2 separate regions of the Mus musculus genome follow, and region 1 is linked to region 2. A link is a contact called in public HiChIP or PLAC-seq data. All regions are on one chromosome and are shown on one strand. The core of a region is the stretch at or near the end of the contact, and the rest is flanking DNA. Distances in the headings are between cores, read along the strand shown.

What was found. HiChIP or PLAC-seq counts read pairs in DNA pulled down with a chosen protein or histone mark.
Region 1: an H3K4me3 HiChIP or PLAC-seq map of embryonic stem cells shows a contact between it and region 2, with 16 read pairs. The contact joins the promoter of Klk7 here to the promoter of Iglon5 in region 2. A contact is called at or near these places in 1 of 115 datasets of contacts at active chromatin or transcription factors (embryonic stem cells) and 2 of 9 other capture datasets (adipose tissue and liver).

The regions. Positions count from the first base shown.
Region 1 is chr7:43,809,979-43,812,736 of GRCm38.p6, reverse strand. It overlaps Klk7 (kallikrein related-peptidase 7 (chymotryptic, stratum corneum)), which reads right to left and starts at 1,443. Exons shown (of 6, transcript NM_011872.3): 1 at 1,244-1,443; 2 at 710-814; 3 at 236-377. The coding sequence starts at 776.
Region 2 is chr7:43,488,875-43,491,574 of GRCm38.p6, reverse strand. It overlaps Iglon5 (IgLON family member 5), which reads left to right and starts at 1,364. Exons shown (of 8, transcript NM_001164518.2): 1 at 1,364-1,630. The coding sequence starts at 1,552.

The DNA of each region.
Region 1 (2,758 bases), core at 194-2,693, 320 kb before region 2:
AGGGAGGGAGGGAGGGAGGGAGGGAGGGAGGGAGGGAGGGAGGGAGGGAAAGTGAGAGGAAGAGCCTGGTCAGAAACCCACGGAGAAGAAGAGAAGAACACAGAGGAAAATCTAGAGAGCCAAAGAGAGGGCTCAGAAATACACACAGAGGGGAACACAGAACAGAGAGAGAGGAGAGTGAGGACAGAGACAGAGACCCAAAGAGACTTACCCTCCCTGCCCTTTCAGAACCTACCCCATTTTGCAGTGGGCTGCTGTGAGCACCCAGTATTTGTCCACCAGCACCCCTCCACAGTGAAGCTGATTGCCTTTGAGCAGAGCCACCTGCCATGGGTGCGAGCCTTCTTTACATTTGTAGCCATCTATAATCCTTTCTCCTTTATCCAGCATCAGGGGGAGAATGAGACAGTAAACAGGGATTTACAGTCAGAGATGAGTCTATAAGGCTCAGGAGAAAAGGCAGAGGATAGGGTGGAGGATCATGCGGAGGATGTGAGAGTGGGTTAGGGAGAGAGAGACTGGGGACCACTCAGAAAACCCCCATAATAGGCACAGACTGCTGGAGAGGCTCTAGGGAGTCTGTCTGATTGAGGACACAAGAAAAGACAGCACCAGACCGCAGAGTCACAGGATCAGGTCACCCGGCCTTGAGCTGTCTGGGAGAGGGCATTCAGACTCAGGCTGTTGGGGACACTGAGCAAGCCCTCACCTTGTCCAGCGGTTTCCAGGGCTAAAGACAGCAGCACAGTTATCAGGGAAAGGAGCCAGACTCCCATCTCGGCGACAGTGGCTCAGGGACTGCCAGATGAGAGAGCTAAATGTTGCCAGAACAAAGGATGATGAAAGACGAGGCACTAAGACAGGGCCCTACCCCATCCTTGGATTCAGGAGTCCAAGCCGCAGGTCTCCTCTCTCTGGGATTCAGAAATCTAGCTAGAGCCCTCCTCCCGCAGACCTTGGGGTTTTAGACTCCAGACCACCTCTCTCTTCCCTGGAGTCCAATTCCAGCTGTCCTCTCTTAGATCCAAAGGTTCAGACCCTGGCCTTCTCCCTCAGATCCTAGGATTCAGACCCCAGCTCTCCTCTTTCAGACCCTGACCCAGGGCAGCACCTAAACTCCTTTGCTTTTATCTTGTGGGTGGATAGCTACCCTCTTTTGCCCCTCATGGCCTCCTGTCTAGGACCCTGGAGCCCCAGTCTCCAGGGGGAATTGTGTACACCCCCTGATGAAAGTTCCTCTCACCTGGGAGTGACTTGGCGAGGCTCTGTCCTTGATCCGGAGACCAGTGTCTCCAGCCTTCTATAGGGCTGGCCCTTTTATACCTCCCCTGCCCCCGCACCGCCTCCAGCTCCCTGGGGCACAGGTGGAGCTGTCTCTGGGTGCCTTCCCTCTGCTTTGAGCATAGGGTTATCTGAAATCCCTGAGGCAACCCCAACAGTTGGTATCACAGATCTTTCCCTCCACCCTCTTTACTGCAGTCAGGCAGGGCGGGTGGAAGCCAGCCCCCACACATTCTAGCATCACCTCGTCAAGGATTGAGTCGGTCCCTGGAGCAGAATTCAAGCAGATGCAGAAAGCACAGGGGCATTCAGTTTGGAGCCTTACAAGGATTGTTTTCTAACTCTGACTTTCTCTCAGGGTAGCCCAGACCCCACACCGTGACCAGGACCAAAGTGTTAGAAATCCTGCCTGCTGCATCCAGTACCGCCTTTGAGGCTGAACTCACTCCCAGCCCAAAAAGACTTAATGTTGTTTGTTTGTTGTTGTTGTTGTTTTGTTTTGTTTTAAAGATTCCACACTCAACACCAGCAGGACTCTTATGGATATAGGTCTCATCTCTGTCCTCATGTTCTTTAAAAATAAATTGTAAGTTATATTTACATATTGTCTGTATGCATGTGTGCCATGGTTTACACGTGGAGTTGGGGAGTTGATTGTCTCCTTTCATCATGTGTGGTCTGGTGGTGGCAAGCACCTTTTCTCACTGAGCTGTCTCGCCAGTGGTCATATTGATCTTTCATCATATAATACATTGATTTTTTAATACATTTTTACATTTAATATCTTATATACACTTTAATACATGTATATGTACATATACATTTAATATTGTTTAATGCACTTACATAAAACATATACATTATGTTTTCTAATATCAAAGATGTAAGTATCAAGCATTATCTAATAGTGTCCCCTCCCCCCCACCAGGTCTCATTTTCTCACTTTTTTTTAAAAAAAGATTCCACTCTACCTTTCTATGGTGGTGAGAGTATTGGGATTAAACGCAACACCTTGCACATAGTAGGTGAGTGCTCTACTGCTAGTCAAACCCTAGGCCCTCACTGGGGGATTCTTATGTTCATAGAAAGACACAGACAGGTAGGTAGATGTGGTGTCACATACCTGTGATTCCAGCTCCCAAGGTGGCGGCAAGAGGGTTGGGAATTCAGGGTTGTCTTTGGCTATGTGAGTAGGCTTGCACAAGATACTCTCATAAAAAGATACTCTCATAAAAAACTTTTAAAAGGTGGCTCACTTTTTATCCTGACTGGTGGTGTCCCCCTCCTGGGTGCCAATTCTGAGACTGTACCAGTCTTCTTAGAACCATGACGAACATGGCAGTAGGTTAGACCAACACACTGTGGATGAACGGAGGTGACCTTCTGGGGTTGCAATGTTGTTTCTGAGCCAGTGGACACACTCGCAATGGCATGTCTCCCTCTCCTAACTGTTCCAAGCATCCTTCTGGGTTATAGC
Region 2 (2,700 bases), core at 115-2,614:
GAGAAAGGATCTGATCTAGTCCAGGCTAGCCTTGAACTTGATGTGTAGCCAAGGATGACCTGAACTCCTGATCTCCCTGCCTCCACCTCTCCAGTGCTGGGATTACAGGTGGGCAACACCACACCAAAATGAATAAAATATTTTTAAAAATCTAACGCTTCAGAATTTAGAGTGATTTGAATTTCAGTTCTCCAGATTAGGATGTTCAACCGAAATCAAACCCTTGCTTCTTAAGTTGCTCGTGCCAGAAATGTTGTCACCACAATGAGAAAAGTATTTAATAGACATCAAACCTGCAATACTTCAAGGAACAGGAAACGGTCCGCGGTGGTGCCCAGTGGGGCAGAGTGGGTAGAACTGACCTGTGTGCTATGTACCTGACCTGCTCTGTGCCATTCTGTCACACACTGGCGGTCGCTGCCCTTTGCCTGTTTTCCACTTGCCTACGTTAAGGACTCATTAAGGCTGGGGCTACAGGTCAACAGTAGATTGCCAGCCTAGAATGCCCAAGTGAAGAGCTAGGGGTGTGGCTTAGTGAGAGTCCCTGCCTAGAACCCCCCGACAGTGAGAGCCTTGAGTGTGACTCAGAAGTAGCACATCTGCCTAGGCTCCCCTCCAGTGAGAGGGCGTGCTCAGAGGTAAAGCATTTGCCTAGAGTCCCGCATTGAAGGGATAGGGGCTGGCTAAGGGGTATATGTCTTGCCTGGGAAGCCCAAGCAAGGTCTTGGGTTCAAATTAGGGATTCAGTGAATTCTCCTACAACTTATGCGAGCTGAATTGAGTCCAAAGAGTGGGGACCTCCCCCCATCACAAAACATGAAAAGGGAACTATTTCCCCACTGTTTCTTAGCTAACTTAGCTCTTCAAAAAGAAATTAAGTAAATTTATTTGTTTGTATGGGAGTTGGATCTCTGGGTCTGAGGGAAGAAACTGAGATTGGACCCTGTCTAAGGGAGGAGGCTGGTTCCTGGACTCCCAAGGTCTGACGGAGGAGGCTAGGGTCTGTGCATCTGGGTCTGAGGAAGAAGGTTGGGGCTCTTGCACCTGGGTCTGAGAGAGGAAGATTTGGTCTAGACTCCTATGACTAAGGGAGGAGGCTCTGGGGTCTGTACACCTTGGGTCCGAGGGAGGAGGGACAGAGCCGGAGTCTGCAGGAGGGTTGGGCTCCTTCAGCAGAAGGCAGCTGGATGAAGTGCATCTCAGGCCAGGATTCTGGAGACCAGGAGGACGCCGGTTGCCCGGGGGAGGGCGGAGGAGGGGCAGGGCCACAGTAACAAAGGCCTCTCCCTCCAACGAGCAACCCCCCCCGGCCCCGCCTCCGCGGCCCCCCTCCTGCCCTGATTGGCCGTTCTCCCTGCCCGTCAGCACCACCCCCCCTCCCTGGGTCTGCAGCAGCTCCGGCCACCTCGTCGCGCCCCCCCAGCCCCCTCCCCCCGCCCCCGCCGCCCCCCGGGCCGGTGCAGCCGCAGGCGGGGTTCCCCTCCCCCTCCCCCTCTCCCCCAGGCTCGCGCGCCCCGACCGCCCCCTCCCCTCCCCCTCCGCGCCGCCGCGATGCCCCCCCCTGCGCCCGGGGCCCGGCTCCGGCTCCTCGCCGCCGCCGCCCTGGCCGGCCTGGCCGTCATCAGCCGAGGTACCGCAGCGCCGGGGGTGGGGGGCTCGGCGGGGAACCCTGAGGTCCTGGGAAGGGGTACAGGACCGGGGTGGGGGCAAACAGGGAGTTCCCCCCGGGGGGATGCGGAGGTCTGGAGCCAGAGACCTGGGCAGCAGTCCTAGGCTGGGCAGGGGGTCCTTGGGTGCATGGATGCGCGCTGGGCACAGGGATGCACGTCCTCGTCTGGTCAGCTGCTCCATCACTAGCAAGGGGGTCTCAGACACCTGCTGCCGGCCTGGGGCGGCAAGAATGTACCGCTGCTCTAGGTCAGGGAGAGGCTCAGACGTTGGGATGACAGTCCTCACCTGGGCAGTGTCTCCAAACTGAGTTGGGGTACCAGGCCTGGAATGATGCCCTGTTTTGTGGAGGGGGATCTTGTCTTAGCGTTTTTTGGAGAGGGTTCCCTGCGCAGTCCTTGCCTGGGGACTGGGCTCTGCGTCTTTAGGTGAAGGTAGAGGAGGGAATGTGTTCCCAGGGTTAGCAAGCAATGAGGACAGATTGTCCACAGACTGAAATCCCCAGTCCCAGGAATATCAGGAAAGGGGTTGAAACTCCCTATGCGGGTTTTCCTCTCGGCATCTGGGGTGTTTGCAGTTAACTGGGAGATGGTCCTGGAAAGCCAGAAAGTTGAGGTGCCAGACTAAGAATTCTGATCTTAAAAGTCTTTGATGGAATGAATATTTGGGGTGGGGGTTGGGCTGGAGAAGACAGGACAGGAAGGGTTAATGCAGGATCCCAAGGTTACTAGTCTCAGCCAGTTCCGTGGGCCTGGAGACCCTCTCTAACAGCAGGAGTGAGTCCTGCCCTGAGGATGCTTCAGGACTGTGCCTCCCCTGCAGGGCATGTCAAGGAGCGTAGAGTCAAGGAAATGGCACAGAAGGAAGAGGGATGGGCAGAAAGCTGAGCTGTGGGTACCCAGGAAGCCAGGAAAGTGTTAATCTGGTGTTTCCACATCACTTCCTCCAGGCCTTGTCCAATCAAGCATTCCAGAATCAGGGTCATGCTATGCCACCAGGGACAGTAGTCCCCAACATTGTGACCCCAGCAGC